Regions from separate parts of the Oryzias latipes genome. Here region 2 is linked to region 1. Evidence: chromatin contacts called from public Hi-C data. All regions are on one chromosome and are shown on one strand. Each heading gives the region's core, a stretch centred on a gene start, on an enhancer-like site or on the middle of the called end of the contact. The rest is flanking DNA. Distances are from core to core; before and after follow the strand shown. Region 1 holds the start of tmem254 (transmembrane protein 254). Region 2 holds the start of pwwp2b (PWWP domain-containing protein 2B).

Region 1 (6,176 bases), core at 1,425-3,924:
CTCTGGACTTGGACCGAACCATTACAAAACCTGGATTCTTCTCTGGTGTCAATGTGGTCTAAAGGATCGTGGCGTCGATGCACGACCCACTTCATGACTAACCTCACATTTACCATGAATGCATGAGCGCTGTAGAGGAGGCCAAATCACCACAACACCTCCACTGTGCTTCACTGCCTATGCAGGGGGTTGGTGCTGAAATGCTCCATTAGATTTTTGCTAGTCGGGGGTTTAGGAATAAGGACATCCGCCCAATCTGATAAAGCCAACCTGCTAAAAATATGCAGATTCAGGACAGAAAATTCTCGATCTGCCAGTCACATGCCATCCTGCCACACTCGCCACACTGACAGCAGCCATGCGGGGCGGCACTCACCCTTTATGCATCAGCCCCGCATAGTTATCCACCAGGTGTCTGCAGAAGCTGCCAAACACTCCCAGAGACTGGAGCGGAATCTTTTCTGGAGCAAACACCATCAACTGCAAACGACAACAGTAGTTCAGCGTTATTCAACATGAACGGCAGCTGTGGCGAGTTTCACCTCCACAGGCAGGTTCAGAGGAAGATGGGCTGTTATTAACCCCTGACAGTTCCATGACTGTCCACTAGGACTCCCTGTTATTAACCCCTGACAGTTCCATGACTGTCCACTAGGACTCCCACGCAGAAAAACGTCCTCAGGATCCAATAAATCCTGTGGATCCGTGCAGAATGAGGCTGTGAAGGAATTCTGTCATGCTTTGAAATCAGGCGGCAGCAGCTGATTGTGCTTCCAAAGACATCCTTGTTGTGAGGAAGGAAATGAAAATGTGTGGTTTGAAGGACCGGTTCTGCTCCTGACCGGGTCATGACTCATCTTTGGTCACATGAACATGAAGCCATCATTTCAGCTTTTCTTCAGAGCTCTTTTTTTTTTGCACACAAACGGATACCTGCTGCTCCATTTGAGGGTCGCTTTGGTTTGGTTTCCGTCCAGAACCGAGCCTCAAAATAATCAGAGAGATACCGACGCCTTGCACCTCTGGCGTGAAAAGAAACTTAAATGCTGTTCCACATTCATGCACAAAAAAATACGACAAAACCAAAGGAAAAGCGGATAAAGCTTCAAGAAACTAAAATATGAAAAAAGCAGCCAGACATTTAGAACAAAGAAAGCAGTAAAGCTGAGGGTGGATGCAGCTGCCTGCAGGGGGCTTTTGGGTGTTTGATTCTTTTTCTAACCCTTGTGCTATCTTGTGGGGTCAAGATGACCCCACTCCCAACGTTAATGTATGGGAGTTGGGTCATCTAGACCCACTAAACAGTGCTCTGAACCTTTTTTCTTCACTGATTTGTGATCTTCACTGGTGTCCATGGATTACATGAAATCTTTCCACCTTTATCCACCTTTGTCATGGTAGGGAGAACACGTCAATGGAAGGGGGGGTCATTTTGACCCCCATAAGATAGCACAAAGGTTAAAACAGCTGAAGAATCTTCTGCCAACACCAAACTGCTGCTGCTTTGGACTCTCCAAGAGGGGGATTGTGGGCCGCTTGTGCGCTGATCCAAGTCCAGCTGTTCTAGGACTTGAAGCTGGTGTTTGGAGCCAACCCCGGGACCCCCCCCCCCAACCCGAAGACTGGGACATTACTGAAGAAGACTACAGAAGACTGTTCTCCCCGTCAGCAGTTGGTCGACACCACCAGAGACATTTTTGCTTTTCGCCGACATTTTTTTTGCTTCCATGAAGACCCCCCCCCCAAACACATTCTTATTCCTGCTGTTGGGACTTTCTGCAGCCCACTTTGCTGACGGGAGCAGAGCGGGACTCTGACCTCCGGCTCAGATAAGCTGCGGTAATGACCTCGGTGGCTGAAGGTCAAACCAAAAGCTAACTCCTACGCCGCGTTTTAGCCTTAGACGGTTTTCACAAGCTACAAATTCATAATTTGATTTTTTTGTTGAACCCTACTTACTAACAGGACCATGACTTTCCTAAATATGTGTGCATTATTTCACTGTAACATAATGATTTCCGTTTCAAAACAGAGATCTGAGCATAACTACCTAAATAACCAGCAGTAGGGGGTTTCATATTTCAGTATTTGCTCCATTTTCCTGATCTTCTCCGTTTCTTTATGCTCCCTGAAGCTAAAACCTGCTTATGTTCATTCTAACCCAATGCAGACAAACGACACAATGACAGCAGCATTATGATGAATAATAAATGAACTATTATTCCTGCTGTCATGTTGTGGTGACGGTGGAACATTCTGTTACTACAGTTTACTGTCCTGATGAGTTTTAAATACTTTCTGACATACTTCCTACAAACTCTTAGGTTTTTTCAATCCAATCTAAATGATGATACAGTCACTGCCGGGACGTACGTGTATCATACAGACGTATGTCCCGGCAGAGACTGCTCTGTGGTCCTTTAGTTGTGGAATAAGACCGACCGGGTCGGAACTTTACGACATTCCTCTCGACCCAAGCAGAGACCAGAGCCGAACCAGAGCCGAACCAGAACTCACAGTGAAATACGCGACGGACAGCGAGACGGTGACCATCCAGAACAGGCTGGTTCTCCTGAAAAAGGCGCTTCCGTCGGCTCCCGCCATCGCTGCTCGCGCCGGTGCCTCCGCCAAATGTGACCGTGCGGGCACAGCGGAAGGACGGAACCATGCGGCCCGACCCCGAGGCGAAGAGGGGAGGTTCCGGTCCGTTCCTCACCGGGAGGCTGGTGTGAGCTCTCCCGACAGCGAGGTTGACGAACGACTCCTCTGCTGCGGTTTTCATTAAACATACGACTTCCCGTGAAGAGTGTCGCTCATATAATAACAGGGAAAAACTCACAAATGCCTTAAAATCAAAGAGAAACCAGAAACTACAGAAACATGTAAACTATCATCCTATGCCATACAATCAAACAGAAAGTCTAGTCAAGTTTTTCGAAGCAGAAATAAAAAATACAGAACAAATTATTTAAAATTAAGTTGAGTAATTTATTAAAAAATATCAAAACTATTGTTATTTTGAATTGTTTTTTGCCTTTTTTTATTTTGTTTTTTCTGTATGCGCATTTCTAACGTTTGTTCACCCTAACTTGGTTTGTATATGAGCATTTAAAAGAAAACGACACACACGAAGGACCTATTGCTATTGTTTGGTTTTATATGTGTGTTTGATATTTGCAATTGTTTCTTTATTGTATAACTGAATGTGAATTTCTGTAAATTGAAAAATGTGCACTAAAGTTTAGTGGAAAAAATTGTTTAAAATTCCAGCTATACCCAAAAACAAAAGAAATACATTATAACATTTTTAACTAGATATATCCATCTAACTACTTAGGAGATTCCATGTGGAATATGACAGTTGTCCTTCTTTCTGTGACTCCCACATGGAAACTACCAGACGTCTTCTCTTTCATTGTTCGTCCTCTGGAAACATCTGTCCTGAATTCCAACTACAGATCAAGCGGACTTTGGACAACGTCCTCCTCACACACAGACTGTGCCTTAAACAATGTATGGTTATGTCCATTTTTGTTATTCGGGTTTCAAAATGGAAAGAAAAATACAGCCTAACTTCATTATATTTAGAAAATTATTTAAATGTTTTAATGTAACACCTGAAGTGGCTGATCTCCAACCTCTTTTCCTGAAACTGAGATTGTTAAAATAAAGGTTTCTGTGACTTTAAGGAAACTCAAAAGATGAAGAAAAAAATCCTTATTTCCTTCTTGGAATCTGGCATTTCTTTAAAGTGACCCTGAAGACTTTAGCTGTAGTTAGATCACAGTCCTTCCTTAGCATCTGGGTTGTACAGGTCTTTGTTCGTTTGCTATTCTTGAATCTGGAAAGTTCTCTGGAAAGAGCTGCGTTTTATGTTTTATGCTTCATTTGAAGCTTTTCAGAATCCTGTTTGTTGGACTGATCGGCTGCAAAAACAATGTGGTTGAGCATCTGCAGTAAACTCTTGAATGTAAAAAGAAACCGATATTATAACACATCCACTTTTATTTGCAGAAATCATAAATAGACTTAAATAATCAGAAGATGAATAAATACAAAGGGGGGGGGCAGTGATTGATTGATTGATTGATTGATTGATTGATTGATTGATTGGGATTCCTCAGGCAGACGTTCTCTTAAACTACAGTACATCCCTCAGCCTCAGGAAGAGGCTTGGTCTCCCACAGTGCACCCCTCCAGTCCTTCACCCCCCAGCCAGCTCTCATTCAGCTCCCACAGGATCTCCTGCAGCGAAAGCACCGGCAGGGGGGCGTGCTGGACTGCTGCTGGATCTCTGCTGTCCTCCAGAGCAGCCCTGCTGCAGGATTCCTCCAGCTGGCTGAACGGACCCCCGGTTGGTGGGCTGTTCTCCAAGCAGGCGTCCCAGTATCCAGAGTCGGGCGTGTCTGGGATGGAGGAGTGGGGCGTGGAGGGGGTCGCATACGTCTGCGGCTCTCCCGTGAACATCAATGCTTGCTGCATGGAACTGAAGCTGCTCATCTGCAAAGGTTTTCCCCATGGGGGGGAGGCCGGGCCGCTCGGACTGCCAGGCCAGTAGCCCCCCAGAGGAGAGCTGGTGTCCAGATGCCCCCCCTGCTGATGCCCAAACAGGGAACTGAAGTGTGCGTGCTCCTGGGCGTTGGCATAAGCAGCAGGACACTGCCCATAATAGCTGCCCTCCTCCACCTCCTGCTTCACTCGGGACGGGTAGGCCGGTGGGGGGTCGTGAGGTCGAAGTGCCCCCGCCCTGGCAGCGGCGTGGAAAGAGTTGTGCCCCGGACTGTCAGACTGCCACAGAGCTTTCTTGGCTCCTTTACACTTCAGCGTGCGAGCTCTTCGGTTCTGGAACCACACCTGAACAGGAAGAACAGAAGAAACTTCCTGTCAATCACTGGCTGCTTAATCAGGCTCGGGGGGGGGGGGCAAGTCCAGTGCATGTCAGCTTTTAGAGCTGCTGGCTCTGTTTACCCACCCAAAAAACAAGACCCTGATAAAAAGCGCTTGTGTCATCTGTGCAGATAAAGGCGTGAAGCGCTCCACAGATTAGAGTATCTGCTGCTGAATGCAGGATGCATTTGAACACAAAGACTTCTGATGATAACCAAGCAAACATCTTACAACAGAGGCCAGTCGTATGTTTCCACATGCAGTTGCTCCTTGTGCTCGTGCTTGCAGGCATGTGTGTGTTTGCTGGGAACCATTCATTTCAAAATAACTGTTAATCCTGAAAGGGACACTGGAAAATGAAGTAACCGACTTCTTAACACTGTTCAGAGTTTCCGCTGCTGGCAGGAAGGATTTCACTGAATGCTAAACTATGTTGCATTCATTTTCCTTTCCATCTCGTCTCAAAAATAAAGCAGAACCTCTGTGAAACAGCAGGTACCTGAATGCGGGACTCTGGCAGGCCCGTGGTCTGGGACAAGCTCTCTCTGAGGCTGATTCCCGGGTACGGGTCGGTCTCAAACGTGGCTCTCAGGAGCTCCACGTGCTCCTTGGAGAAGCTGGTCCTCTTCCTGCGGCTGGCGCTGCGAGAGGTGCCGCCACCGGAGGCCGCAGATCTGGCGTCGTCTGAGGAACACAGAGATGGGGGTCAACACACGTGACGGGTTTAAAACGTGAAGCTGTCAGGTATGTACACAGATCCACCAAACAGCAAATGCCATTAATTCAATGCGCAGATAAAGAATGAGCTTCTCTTTCTAAAGTGGTTCTGACAGCACTATCAAGTCAAGTAAACACGGCAAAATGAAGATAGCGTTAACCTTCAATGAATTATCTGAGATGATGTATGAAGCAAAAGCTCCTGCAGCTTTTCTGTGTCTTCTGAAGCCCAACATGAACTCTGTTCTGAAGAATTTGTCTCTCATTTCTGTCACTGCAGTGAAATAAATTCCCTTTCTGCTTCAAAACACCAAACAATCCCTGAACTCCAAGAAAAAAAGGAAAATAAAAGAGGCCCCAAAGTCCTGGCTGTGACAGGTCTGAGCGCTCTTACCGCTGCTGGAGTCCTTCCACATGTCTGCACACTGCTGCTCCGTTTGGCAGCGACCAACCACTCTGAGTGTCTGCGCTTTGCACAAGAGCACCTTTTATATTGATCACCTGAGATCCCCCATAGCACCACCTAAACCAGAATGCACTGTGGGGGGGTTGTCAGAGGTACTCTGACCCTT
Region 2 (6,306 bases), core at 1,092-3,591, 140 kb before region 1:
ATTTGGGGGGGGGGGTCCATCTTTTTACCTGAGGCTGCAAACACAGAGATCTTGAACCCCATTAATTATTTCCTCTCATTTTTATCTTTCATCTTAAGAAACATCAAACAAAGCCTGAACTTGGCAGCTGTCCTTTCTGAAGTGGATGATGGGGAAAAGAAAGGTAGCAGAGCAGCTTTATCCAAAAAACAGCAGACAAAGATGTCCAGGATCACCCCCCACCACCACCACCAACATCTGACTGAACAAAAACAATCCCATGATTCACTTGGGATTCAGAGATGCAGCCTTGAGACTTCAGTTTGTTTTTGCATCCGTGTGCGGTGAGATTATTAATTAGTTCACATGTGGGGAACCCGTGTTTGGGCCTCATGGGAAGTAGCTGGCAGGGAGCTGTGCACGGCTGCACGTTGGCGAGGCCTGTTCCTCATACCTTTTCATAGGTGTCTCTAGAGCAGCAGAGAACAGACAGAGCTGCCTGTGACAGGGAACAGACAGTCCCTGTTAGGCAGTACAAGGACGCACAACATGACAGGCCATGCTTGACTGTGCTGTAGCCATTTTATATTGTGTAACTTCGTGGTGGAGATTATCTTGAGCTGAAGATATGACCTAAAAAGCATGATCAACAATGACAGGAAACAAATTTGCCAGAACAGAAAAGGAAGAAGTGTTCACATTTTCAGAGACGAGGCCTGGCAACTATTTTAAGGCCTCCCTGTTCCCATTTAGGAGGGTTATTCTCGGGGCAGCTTGGCTTCCTGCACTAGGAAGAGAGGGGAGCTGCACATCTTTTGATACTGGCTTTGTATTCAACCTTTAAGATCAGTGCCTGTTTTGATACAAAATCCTCACAGCAACACATAGTTCGTGAGGATCAGTTAAACTTCTGGGTTTCTGTCATTTCATTAAGGCTTTGCCTCATTGTGACATTTTTTTGGTCATAAAAACAGCCCACCGTGTTCTTTACCCAGTATCAAATAGTTTTAGATGAGAACATTATAATATTATGTATTAAAAAGGTCTCAATTATTGTACATTTCTATTGTTTCAACAGATTAAGCAGTAACCAATCTCAAATAATAAGCACCATGAAGATATATTTCTTAGTTTCTTAGACAGCTTTAACAGAAGTGCGTGTGTGTATGATATACATGTAAATGTCATCTACCTTAGATAATGATGCTTTCAGCCAAGGCCTTCTTTTACTTTAATCGTTTTAGCTTCTCTGGGTTTGATTAGGCTAACAATAAGCTACAGATGAAGCCTCTAACTGCAGCTATGGAACAATAAAAGTCATTTACAATTTCTACAAACTCGGCTGCTTTTGTGTCAACGCGTGTTTTCATCGACGAAATAAATCCGATTTATCTGGCAAATCGTGGAGTAAAATGATAGGAGTTTTGATTAGCCATGAAGCTAACCCGTAGCCACCTTGTCAGCTTCAATAACCTGTCTTTTTGAAGGCCAGGCTAACTGCTAGCCAGCTAACGAGTTAGCCTGGCGTTAGCTCCGTGGGTATGTTAGCTGTTAGCATCATTTTCCAAATTCATTTCGTGGGGGGAAATGAAGAAAAAACAGGGAAAATGCTCACTTTTTGTTGGAATCCAGTAATATTCCTGTGTAGTTCCTTTCTTGGTAGGTCAGCGTCACAACCAGTGTATCGTTAAGCATGTGATCGATAGTGACTGGTACCCGAGAGCCGGCCCGCAGCTCCTCGGCCACAGCCTCCATGTTTCCCGGGATGAATTGTCCGGCCTGGCGGTACTCGATCCCGGCCAACGGAGCCACGGTCACCTCGGCCTGCGCTCCGTCTCGCTTCACTATCGGAGCAGGAGGCTACAGCAGGGCAGATCGTGACGCCATCACCCCCACCGAGTGAATTACAACAGCGCTGCCGCCGCTGACATCACGCTCTGAGAGGCACAGGAGCGAGAGCCTCAAGACAAGGCCGACCCTTCCTCCGTGTCACTGCGGCGGCTCGTGCCGGCCATTACCGCCGACTGACTCAGACAGCGGAACGCGCTTTCCCCGCACTGTGTTCGCCACGCACCGCAGGAGGAGACGCCATCAACGATTTACTGTAGAAAGAACGACGACGCTTAGTTAGTGGGATGTGTTTACGGTCAAACCTACTGCTCTTCCTTCTGGACGTTTAGTTCACTCATAATTCAAAACATATGCAGTTCTCTATTTATTTAAGTGGATTTATTTTTTAACTTGTCCAACAGCTGAGCAAACAGATGACAGCTGAAGGCTTCTGGTGTTGAACATTTATAATTTGCAATTCTCAGTTGGAAATTCAATTTTCAATTTTATCATGAACATTTCACTGGAGTCTTTTATTTTGTGTTCCTTCAATCTACCAAAGTACAATAAAATAAACCCTGGCTTTCAACATCCCAGGCTCAACGGCCCGTGGACTCATAGGTTCTTCATTACTTCTGGAGACACAATGATCCTTTTAGGATCTAACTGTTCCCCTTATAGTTCATGTTAAAATGAAGCCATCGAGGAGGAAAATGGAGAGAAAAGGTCACAAAATTAGACTTTTTTTTTTTTTTTAGAATTGTTGGTTAAAGTTGTGTATTTGATAACCATTTAGAAGCACAAGTGTCACCAGCCAGACATGCAGGTGTTTGGAAGAAAACTCTTTGCTTCTGCGTGGACATTGATGGTTCCACACTCCCCTCCTGTCCTCTCAGAGCAGAAGGGCCAGTGTGGATGGTGAGTTAGGTACGTTAGGGACTCATGATGGCTCTGATCTCCTCCACATCCCTCAGCTCAGCCTACATCCGGTCCACACAGACCTGCTCCACATTCTGGGTTCATCTAGGAAAGGTCAAGATCTAGAATCTCTGCTCAAGAATCAGAGTTGGGAGGTTTTCTTCAGGCTATTTGCTGTCTCAGGATCGATTGACCGATTGTTCAGCTTGACTGTTCTAAATTAGGTGAGGTCTGCTTTCATGGGTGTGAAAAGAAAGTTTGTGCTGGACCAGGCTGTGCCAGACCAGGCCGTGCCGGACCAGGTCGTGCTGGACCAGGCTGTTTAAAGATGTTTTTGGGAAGAACAAAGGAACCCGCTAATAATCTGATAGTTGTACAGATTCTCTTTGTCCACTAGATGCTGCTGGCTGTACATCTACACCAGCTTGGGTCATTCTTGTAAGAAAACACAGCACGGCTTTGGAAGTAAACTTTTGCTCATGACAATGTCACCTGGAAAGCTCTTTTAATGCACCAAGTCAATGTGCAGTCAGACTCAGGGACTGCTGGGACGATGGTGCAGCTCACCTGTCAAACATCCGTCTGTGCTCTGAACCATTGTAGTTCTGCAAACCGGGGTTTGAATGTCCTTCTCGAGCACAGAAGACAAAGGGATGACAATATTCAGGTCCTGGTTGCACAGCTGCTGCACACACAGAAGGACTCTTGCACGCATCCTCTGAAGCTGCAGTCACAGCTTCACGATTACTCTGGGATGTTTGCTGTGCTTTTTGGATGTGCTTTGACTGCTGCTGCAGAGGCTCATCATTAAGGCTAGTTGATGACGATCCATTGCACTTGACTCACTTTGTGGCATTTTCAGGTCATTTCATCCCCTTTACAGCATGTAGAGAAGTGGTTTGTGCTGCCCCCTGGTGGCTGGTAGTCTCACCGTAGATAAAGCAGATGAATGACTGAGTACCTCTGGCTTCATTCTTCTTTTCTGCTTTTTTTTTTTTTTAGCACAGACATTCTCTCCTCCTGTGTGATTTTAGCCTGTAGAGCCTATCCAGCCCAATGATGGATGTGTGACAGAGAAGCAGTTTCTGGGCTAAATGGTAGTGAGGACAATGATTGTTCCTGCTGTGTTTACACCACAGGCCTGATAACAACCAGCATTGATCTCTTATCTTGGCCAGTTCAGCACCGTGATGTCTGCTTTCTGAATCAACATGCAGACTTTCTGGTGACGGCGTCCTTTGGCACAGGCCAAATCTAATTTATTGGTTCAGAAACAGCAGTACAGAGACTGAAGGATGTCTAATATGAGATGAAATTGAGGCTGGAAACAGCTTACTCTCTCATCTCCAGCAGCAGAAGAGCCTGTTTGTCTCTCAGGCCGGTCGCTGCAGCCTTCCTCCTCTCCCCAGGCCGTTGTGTGCAACGAGCGTCAAACAGACTTTTTTATCATGTGTGCTGTCTTTCTGAGGATCTGGTTAGGCAAGTGTCATGTTTGCAGATATTCTGCCCTCGCTGCTGCAGAGCTCATGTTATCTACCGTCTCTTGGATTCAAGATTCTGCAGACTTCTGGGTAGAAAACATTGCTTCAGAAGGAAAATTGATTTTTGGAAGCAGATATTTACTCCTGGAATAACTTCAGTACAAGAAAACAGATCTCTATATAGTCTTGACAAGAGAATGTGCTCAAATTTTTTTTCCCTTCTTTTTAAATTCAGTAAATTCTTGACTTACATGAAATTTTGATTTGGTGTTTTCATCAAATGACACGGCGTTGATCAGCAGTGGAGTGCTCAGAGGTGTTTTGATGTCCTGAGATGTTTCTGCTATGCTCGTTCCTGTCTGGGTCTCTTGGAGATGGGAACCATGATGTCTATTCAGCTTCAGTTTTATTTGTAGAGCCCAGTTTTGCCACACAGTTTTATTAGCGGGGTTCTCAAAACATAAAATCAGTTATAAAATACGATAGCTGATTGTTAAACTAAACAGATTAACTAAGGTGGACATCCCTGCCTTTAGACACTCCTTCACGGTAAGGAAAAGTTCCTCTTAAAAAAAAAAAAAACAGATTCCGGAAAGAAACGAAGAAACCTCAGGGGTGTCCACATGAAGGGGGGGATCCTCCCCCAGGACGGAAAGGCGATGTACCCCTACTCTTGGAGCAGAATTAACTTATCTAACTCTACAACTACATATTTAAATAGTCCAGCAGATGAGCTTCATCCAGATGAGTTGGGGGACAGCGAGGGGGGGTCCACAACCAAGAGTAGGAGCAGAGAGGAAGTACACGGCCATGTAGAGGGGTACAGACGAGCCAGCTGGAATCTGGAATCATTTTCATGTTTTCTTTATGAAAAAAAGGACTATTACGAGATTTAATGTCATAAATTGAAGTGGAAGTGAGAGCAGTGCAGCAGCAGGTGAACGCCGCGCAGCAGCAGGTGAACGCCTCGCAGCAGCAGGTGAACGCCTCGCAGCAGCAGGTGAACGCCTCGCAGCAGCAGGTGAACGCCTCGCAGCAGCAGGTGAACGCCTCCACGTCCCGTTTTTGTTCCGGCGGTGGTCCCGGATGCACCACATCCCCTTCCAGTGGTGGTCCCGGATGCACCCCAGCCCCGTCCTGTTCCGGAGGTGGTCCTGGATGCACCCCGACCCGTCCATGCTCCCAGGGGGATGCTGGCTACACCCCGACCGGTCCCCGCTTCCATTGGCATGCCTGACCCTCCAGCCGGCTCCACGCCTGACCCACCAGAGCTCGTCTCCGCGACTGACCCGCCAGAGCTCGGCTCCACGCCTGACCCGCCAGAGCTCTACTGCTGGCCCGACCCGCCGGCCGACTGCTGGCCTGGCCCGCCGGCCGATTTCACGCCTGACTCCACGCCTGACTCCACGCCTGATTCCACGCCTGACGCCTCGGAGGACTCCACGCCTGACGCCTCGGAGGACTCCATGCCGGGCCTGCCTCGCAGGACCGCTCGGCCTCCCGGCCGTCCTCCGGACTCTTCTCGGCCTTGCTGGCGTGCCGAGCCCGGCCTCCCTGAACTTCATTGTCTGTCACAGTTAGTGTCACGGGCCCCCCTCCCCCTCCTTGGTGGCCGGTTGGAACCTCGGAGCGGTTCCTTGAGGGGGGGGGGGGGGGGGGGGTACTGTCATGGTTTGAATTTGTTTTGTCTTGGTTTTTGCTTTTGTTCTTGTTCTGTCTTGTTTGGTTCTGTTTCCTGTTTTATTTTAAACCTCTAGTACTGAACCCGTTGGCCTCCCGTCTCTGCCTCTGGGTCCTACCGGCTCTCGAGCCCCCCCCTCACCGTGACAGAAACTCCGCTTTACCGACGCGGAACCCTGGACAGCCGGCTCCACTGACAATAATCTGGTTTTGAGTCACCAGAAGGTTCAGAATTTCTGTTTTTGAAAGCTATCCAGAAATAAAGCTGCAGACTTACTTATGACTTTTTAACTTTAAAATTGGAATACAAAAAATTTATTTGTTTGTAAACGAGCCAAAAAACTCCTTCGTGGTACTGTATATCACAAAACAAAAAGTATATAATAAAAATTCCTATTTAAGTTGTTAATAAGCAAAT

Evidence for each region. A called contact is a pair of places that touch in the nucleus more often than the background predicts.
Region 2: a contact with region 1 is called in a Hi-C map of embryo, with 2.8 times the contacts expected there. The contact joins the promoter of pwwp2b here to the promoter of tmem254 in region 1. A contact is called at or near these places in 2 of 5 Hi-C or Micro-C datasets (embryo and fibroblasts).

What each region holds. Positions count from the first base shown.
Region 1 is chr15:1,847,973-1,854,148 of ASM223467v1, reverse strand. tmem254 (transmembrane protein 254) reads right to left here and starts at 2,674. Exons shown (of 4, transcript XM_004076864.4): 1 at 2,518-2,674; 2 at 377-480. The coding sequence starts at 2,604. It overlaps LOC101155136 (homeobox protein Mix.2-like), which reads right to left and starts at 5,587. Exons shown (of 2, transcript XM_023963469.1): 1 at 5,387-5,587; 2 at 3,963-4,854. The coding sequence starts at 5,587. The coding sequence ends at 4,162.
Region 2 is chr15:1,985,773-1,992,078 of ASM223467v1, reverse strand. pwwp2b (PWWP domain-containing protein 2B) reads right to left here and starts at 2,341. Exons shown (of 3, transcript XM_011484011.3): 1 at 1,595-2,341. The coding sequence starts at 1,734.